Regions from separate parts of the Mus musculus genome. Here region 2 is linked to region 1. The links are chromatin contacts, called in public Hi-C maps. All regions are on one chromosome and are shown on one strand. Each heading gives the region's core, a stretch centred on a gene start, on an enhancer-like site or on the middle of the called end of the contact. The rest is flanking DNA. Distances are from core to core; before and after follow the strand shown. Region 1 overlaps Zbtb20 (zinc finger and BTB domain containing 20). Region 2 overlaps Zbtb20 (zinc finger and BTB domain containing 20).

Evidence for each region. A called contact is a pair of places that touch in the nucleus more often than the background predicts.
Region 2: a contact with region 1 is called in a Hi-C map of cerebellar granule neurons, with 1.8 times the contacts expected there. The contact joins two enhancer-like sites. A contact is called at or near these places in 15 of 484 Hi-C or Micro-C datasets (the G1E-ER4 cell line, the HPC-7 cell line, adipose-derived mesenchymal stem cells and 12 more) and 6 of 115 datasets of contacts at active chromatin or transcription factors (astrocytes, cardiomyocytes, heart atrium and 3 more).

Annotation. Positions count from the first base shown.
Region 1 is chr16:43,171,773-43,175,522 of GRCm38.p6, forward strand. The region is part of intron 2 of Zbtb20 (zinc finger and BTB domain containing 20); the gene reads left to right. Among named protein-coding and RNA genes, the nearest start is that of Gm25873, 47 kb to the left of the region's middle. Within about 2 kb of position 1,394, at least 5 of the 459 cell types and tissues checked have an H3K27ac peak or open chromatin away from gene starts, as enhancers often do. A contact at or near this core is called in cerebellar granule neurons, where this site is marked.
Region 2 is chr16:43,576,984-43,580,891 of GRCm38.p6, forward strand. Zbtb20 (zinc finger and BTB domain containing 20) reads left to right here. Exons shown (of 11, transcript NM_001285805.1): 8 at 47-210; 9 at 578-765. The coding sequence starts at 200. Among named protein-coding and RNA genes, the nearest start is that of Mir568, 62 kb to the right of the region's middle. Within about 2 kb of position 2,383, at least 32 of the 459 cell types and tissues checked have an H3K27ac peak or open chromatin away from gene starts, as enhancers often do. A contact at or near this core is called in cerebellar granule neurons, where this site is marked.

The DNA of each region.
Region 1 (3,750 bases), core at 144-2,643:
TTTGATTAAGCTTTTAGGGAAAAATGTAAATTCAGCATACAATTAAAATGTTTTAAGAAAGTTCAAAAAGACCTACATGAGAACAAATTAAAAGTATTAAGTATTTTCCTTTATGTAAATAAATTATCATTAAAATTCATTGAAAAGTCAGAATCCGTGTTCACATGACATTGAATTAGTGATACAAAGAAAAAAACTTTTGAATGACAGATAGCTTGAGTGGCTGAGACAGCGTATTTAAGCTGTTACGTTTGTTTCCCTTACTGTCAAACCCTATCTTCAAAAAGCTATCAACTAGTTATATTGATAGATGGAATCTGTCCTTCAATTCCAGGATGTGTTTTCTATCAAATGTTCTCTTCTTTGGTTGTTGGAGTCTATATGCAAAATAACATATAAACACAAATGTAAAACCCAGCTGTAATTGTTGCTAGCAGTTGGGGACATCATAAATTCCTTCAGAAGTAAACTTGTATTGTAAATATCACCAGAGCCACTCTGTAGGAGTGTGAAAACTCTAAACAAAACTTAGTGAAGACAGTGCATGTGGCTCTTCCTCCGCCAGAGGATCGTTTCCTAGCTACCCTACATGCTCCAGTGGAATCTCACAAAAGGCTCCAGGCTCTCCAAGTTAATCCAACAAAGAATCAAGTGGGTTTATTTTAAAATTTACCCTTAAATATGTTTGCTAGTTTTGAAATTCTGATTTTGTGCTTTGCTTGTGTAATTCAAAAACAGCTTTAGTTTAAAAACAAAAATTGGCAAAAATACTAGTGCATTATGTGTTTTAATCACGTATGGTGTTTTGAAAACGACTCAAAATTGAGAAAATTATTTCATTGTAATTACAGTTCAAATGCATGGATTTTCTTTCTCATAAATTGTGTAAAATAAAATAAAAGCAACAGACTTCTTAAATGAGTAGTATATAAATAATGAATTATATAATTATTCTATAATAAGTACAACAGCTATATAGGTGACATAATTTTTTGTTGTATGTGTTTATATCCTTTATTTAAGGGGATTTGTACTTTCCTTTCATATTAAAAATTTTAAATTATGCATAGTTCTTAGAAAATTTTATCCACTGACATGGTTAATATTCAAGCTCTATTATCAGTCAGCCAGATTTTTCTCTTTTATGGAGTTCTTTGATTGTTCCTATAAGAGCTTCTTTTTTTCTTTTCTTGGTAATATATAAACATAGAAAGAGAAGTTTCTTTGGCTCATATTACACTCATGAGACAATGATGATGCCGAAGTTCTTTTCATAATCAGGACCTTTGTAGAGATTGCCCAGGTATTCTTAGCCAAAATCTCTCTCTCATTGTACACTACTCCAGGGCAACATGTGGTGTGCCAGCTGGATGCCCTCCCTACATGCCTCAGGTGGCCACATTTCAATGGTGCCTATAGAGCACAGGCCAAATTCTCATTCTCTGTGTTAATCAGTGGGAGAATTCCCATAGAAAAAGGGATAGAAGCATATTTCAGGAAAACTCTAAGAGATTAGCCAGATGATTAGGCCAGGACATTTTAAGTTCAGATTTTATGTAGAATTTCTATGGCATTATTTTAGTTGACTGAAGAATGCTAGAAAATCTAAAGATATTTCAAATTAAAAATATCTTTTTATTACCCTATGATTTCTCTAAATTGTTTTCTTAAGATGTAGTCAGAACTCATATTGATTTGTAAACTCAAAGGCAACTGATAAACCAATTAAATTAATCTAATGGAACCATTCTCCCATAATTTTGAAAGAATCCGATTTATATCTAGTGAACTCTCATGGTAACAATCTTTTCATTCGGATTTTGTTCAGTTCCATGGACATTAAGTAAATGTATAGTATGTGTAAAGTACTATAGTAGATACTTTTGGTAGTTCTGCATATTGCCTTATAGTATTGAATATATTGTCATATATATTTTCTTGTTTATGGTAAGTTTTTACCTTTTAATTATTTCTTACATAAATTGTGTAAAGTTTCAGATGTTATAGTTTATTTGTTCTGTGTTTGTTTGGGGTGAGCCTGAAGACCTTTGTAGAAAGACATTTAGTTTTCCTTGAAAGAAAAAAAACATATAATTTTGACATATTAAATTGACCATGGTGAGGTTATTTTTAATTAACTAATTGAAACTGTTCTATAATTAGCCTAATTGTAATTTTTATTTACTACGTTTAAGCAAATATTAATTTATTCCATTTCATATATTTTCTAATATAAAAGTGTGATTTATCAGGACCTATTCTTCTTGCTTACCATATATTAAATATTACTGTTCTACAAGAATTATGTTAATGTTATATAACTTCTGGATAACAGATATGTAAATGGTTACATTCCACTTAGCATATACAATATCTTCTACAATTTTTGCATCTTATTCAGAATGCTATTTTTTCACTTTTGTGTTGCTGTTACGGTTTTGATAATTTTTATCATCTTTTTCTTAAGTCTACATTGAAATAATTGAAAAACTACCCAAGTTTTACTTTCATCCATCAGTTGTATTTCACTTACACATATTATAGAAGTAAAATTTATCATTATCATTCAAATTTTCTAAGAATTAAAAAATCATTTTTCTAGGAATTGAACAGACTGCATTTGTCATAAACTCAAATTTTGAAAACTTGTTTGGGATGAATTTTTTCCTGATATCAAATTTTCAAAAAGATGTTCCGCAGGAAAGCCATCCGTTATGTCATTTGGGGAGTTTGGCCCAGAGGGCAGTCATGTTGACCCCATCTGCAGAGGTTGGCTAAACTAGAATCTTGGACTAAGTAAATCCCATTCATCAAGGTCCACATAAAGTAAAGTAGGTGGGGAGCAGGGGGACAGATGGTAGGGTCGACAGCAAGAAAGTTGTTGTTGACATTGATGTAGACCCTTCTTCTTGCCAGAGTGACTCCATGGACTTCTTTTGGCATGAAAGCCTAAGCCAAAGCTATCATCTTAATGGAAGGTGAGCTGCAGGCACACTGGAGAGATCTAGACACAGTAGGTATCTAGGATTGGCTTAGATTCTGTCTATCAGCTTGACTGCCATACCTATTTGATTGATGTGCAGTGGGGCCTGAAAGTGCTGTTTTGATGTTAAGGATTGTGTCATAAGGTTCCTGATATGGTGCACATGTCTGGATGAGATTGGACATTGACTGTCTTTGCCTATGCCAAGCAACACCAGACTTGAGTGCATTATTCTGTGGATCAGTAGCAGATGGTGAGTGCACACATTTGGAGGGGGTGTGCCTTCAAACACAATATGGAGCCAACAAACTTAGAAGGTTAGTGCATGTCTTGACTTTGGCAGCTATTTTTAAACAATGACAAAAATTTCCCGTATTAGCTATTTTTACTTTGAGAAAAACTAAACACATTCGTGTTCTAGGCAACAGAAGTATACTAAGCAAGTATACTATTCTCTGTGTTGGTCATGTCGGGTGGAGAGAGCTCTTGGCATTGGCTAAATTGGCCAAGTGAGTAATTTTGGATTGTATATACTCAAACTTGGTACCAATATAATTGTTAACAATGCCAATGAATCCTATAAGTAGACAAAGGAAGGGACATCACAGTACTACAAAGTCTACATATTATATTATAATATGTGACACTAGAGAGTGATTTTATATTCTTTGGCTTTTGATTGGGTCAGAGTATTCTGTTCTTTAGAAAAAGAAAAATTAAGAATATATAGTCAATAGAAACATCTTATACAAATATACTATGGAAAG
Region 2 (3,908 bases), core at 1,133-3,632, 410 kb after region 1:
AGAAGGAGCGTGTAGGGCCTTCTAATCCAAGCCCTTTATTTTGCAGATGAGGAAACTGAAGCCCAGAGAAGTGAAGTGAGGTGCCCAAAGCCACACAGCAAGTTGCAGGCACAGCTAGTTCCGTAGCTCAAGTCTCCTGACTCCCAGTCCAGTGTTCTTCCCATTACTCCACGGGTCCTGTCTCTAAGCTTCCTGACAAATGCTAGAACGGTAAACCTCCACTAGTATTTTTCCAGACCATGTTAAAAATCTAAGGGGGGAAAGGATGCTTTCTTGGATAATGTCAGCCATACGTAGCTCAAGCTGTCTAAAGTTCTGGGACAGGGTCTTTTTATACAGCCAACAGAGTCCAAATGTGGTGCTGTTTGCTTGGCCCATATGCTTTCGTGTGTTCCCAGTTAGGCCATTACTGGAGGGAAAAAAACAAGAATCAGCTTGTTTTAAAACAAGGGACATACTGGACTCCCTCCCATCCCCCTTCAGAAAAAAAAAATCAAGTTATCTTTAACAGATTCTAAAAATGCCTTTTCCCAAATATGCAGTCAGTTCCTTCAAAGGGCCCTTTGTTTATTCTCAGGAAGAAACCCAAGACAGCTGAAAACCAGAAGGCATCTGAGGAGAATGAGATTACTCAGCCGGGCGGATCCAGCGCCAAGCCGGCCCTTCCCTGCCTGAACTTTGAAGCTGTTTTGTCTCCAGCCCCAGCCCTCATCCACTCGACACATTCACTGACAAACTCTCACGCTCACACCGGGTCATCTGATTGTGAGTACCGCAGTGAGGTGATGGTGTCTTCCCAAAGCTTGGCGCCGTGCTTCCCCCCCACCCCCCCACCCCAGGGTTCTGGCTGTTTTGCATTCAGAGCAAGCTGTTTCCATTTGGTCTTCCAAAGTAGCCAAAAGTAGCATGCCACCATTTTGATCCAACCAGCATCTATATATTTTCAAAGCCAGAGAATATTTTAAAGCCAGGTAACCAGCCACTTGGCCTCCGATTGGTGATTAATTGCATGTGACCCTGTTCTCTTTTGAGACATTAACTCAAGAAAAGAAGTGATATGCCACTTCCTGGTGTTCTAGCTCTCGGTAACAGCACTTCGACCAACCGTTACTAAGTAGAATAACCAAATATGGACCTCAGAAGGCCAGTGAGACACAAGGAAACAGCCATTTCCAAATTACATAACCCAAGTCAGATTTGCATTAGTTATTGGAATCTCATGTAGCTTGGCTGAATTTCGGTCTTTCCAGTTCTTAATTTATTTTGAAGTGGTTAAAGGATGGCATACATTTACAGAAGAAAAAAGAATGGCTTCCAAGAATTCAAAAGCCACCCAGACTTCGAATAGCCAATAAGAATGCAGGTTAAAAATATTTTTTAATTAAAAAAAACTGCCTACAAGCTAAATTTGGAAATGGGCACTTAATGCAAGTCGTCACTATTGAAATCACTTCTTTGCTGTTTATTTTTGCCATCTTCTCACTAATCTAGAAGTCACTTCTTAAATTCTATTTTAAGGAAGTTGGTAGATCACGTGAGGAGGCTGTTTTTTGTGTCTGAAGTGTAACCCGGCACTTGAGAGAGGAGCACATGTTGACAATACCAAAGGACACAGCATTCCTGTTAGCTAAGATACCCAACAGCTCTGGGAACTGATCTCTCCACAGGACGGCTGGTAACAGGCAGAGAGCCGACATGGGGATGAGTTAAATAGACCAGGAAAGCTTTATTACCAAAAAGGACTCCATTCATCCTGCTCCTCACAGACAAAATTTAAAAAAAAAAAAAGGAAAGGAAAGGAAAGGAAAGGAAAGGAAAGGAAAGGAAAGGAAAGGAAAGGAAAGGAAAGGAAAGGAAAGGAAAAGAAAGGAAAGGAAAGGAAAAAGGAAAAAAAAGAAATCTCCATTAGGAAATGAGATTCCAAATCTCTTGCTATTATTTTCTGGCAGAAGAAATATAAAATTCTGCAAGTAGGACAAAGGTGAGTGGGTCTAGGAGACTCCTCCCCCACTCACTTTGCCATCTTAGCCTCTAGATAAGGGGGTATGAGCTGGGGCAGGGGCTGGGCTGTAGCCACACTCAACTGTCACTAGAGAATGGGAACAAAGTGAGATCCAAGTTACTCAGGCCAAGTGATCTGTACCATCAGACTACGGCTTCTGTTTAGATACAGGGGCAGAAGCAGGGACTTGTTGCCTGGAGCATCTTGGTAGTCACCTAGTCATCTTTCTTGCCTGGAAGTCTCCAGCCTAACAGTAATTACAGGAAGAAGTTGAAAATAACCTGGCACGACGCCCATAGACATGTGCACACTACACTGCCCCTGCCTTCCAGAAAAGTGGCCTTTGGAGCTGGTGAAAGGCCTGGAGCCTCAGTGTGCACACCTTCCTGGCCTGGCTTTCTGCCATACCTATGGGGAAGACTGCCTAGGATGGCCCTAGCCCAGAAAGCTGGTACAAACCAAATGAATGTCTTTCCAAGTGGAAAAAGCACTATGCTTCACATACTGTACAGCAAGCATCCTCCGGCTAGGCCTTACATGCCCTACTAGCCTAGCATATGTAGAAGGAACAGCAGGACAATGCTGTCACTGCAGACCCCTTGGAAGCCAGAAGAGCAGAGCTTAATGGGGTGTCTGAATGCAGTTGGAAAGAGACCCAACCAGGAGGAGAAACCTAATCTCCAGCTGTCTAGAAAGTCACTTTGATTTTGCCATTAAGATGTGTAAGTAAGTCTCTGCACCAACCTGTTGTTGAAATTGGTTATAGTTCTCTCCAAACGTGTTTGGATTGTAGTTTGTCCTGATTTGAGCCTACACTGAGGGGAAAATTGTTTTTAGGAAAGATTCACAGAAATCTGTCCATTTGGAGGTTGCCTGAGAGAAGACAGGAAAGGAGTTTATTTTAAGCTGTTAAATTTTTTGGATGCTCTTCTTGCATTCAAGAAGATTTTTTTTTTTTTACTTTCAAATGTCATTCTTACCATAGATTAATTTAAAAGCCTAATTTCTTTAAGGTAAAATATTCAGTTCCTATTTAGAATGAACAGATTTGGGGCATTTAAAAATAGTGCCCTTGACTTGTTAGTCCCTTTAACTTGAGGAACATTCTACCAGTATGTGGTATTCTAAGCTTTCACAAGCGCTTGAATTTCCATAGCACCTTTTTGTTTTGTTGTGTGCTTAGCAAAATTATTCTTAGTCATGACTTAATGGCCACTTCCAGTCCATCAGCATGGTTCCTCCCAATTTACAGATGAGACAACTTAGAAACCTGACACCTAACTAGGAAGGCCTTGCCTGCAGTGCACTCATGTAAGTGCCAATGAGTGTTTATGAATTTGCTCTTCTTCTGAGCATGCAGAACTCATGGCTCAGCACACAAAAATGGCATTCCTGGCTATCCACGGGCACCTTGGACATGAGTGGCTACTGGTCATGGTGATGTGGTCACCTGACAAATCTTACCCACAGACGAGAATTGACCTCTACTGTAACTAGGAAAGGTGGCAAGCCATGGGGCTTCTGCATGCACTGAAGTAAAGATGGTCAGTCCAGCAGCTTAAATGGTCTTAATGATCAGTTGGCAGCGTATTCCAGTGTGCTGGGGGCACTTCCTCCTTGCCCAAAGAGCTGGTGATGTTCAAAAGCAGAAGTAGCTTTATTGAGATGCTGCTATTATCTTGCCACAGAAATGCATGCTGTTTGGCGGTGCACTTCCCAACACAATTTTCTCTCAGCAATATTCTGCCATCTCTGTGGGGCTTGTCACCTCACCACCATTTCTGAGAGCGTAATGGCAAGCAAATTCAGATGACAATAATAGAAGGCATTACGGTGAATTTGGGGATGGAAAGAGTGCAAGAACCCTAGGTGTTTGACAGAGCACTTAACCCACCTAACGGGCTGA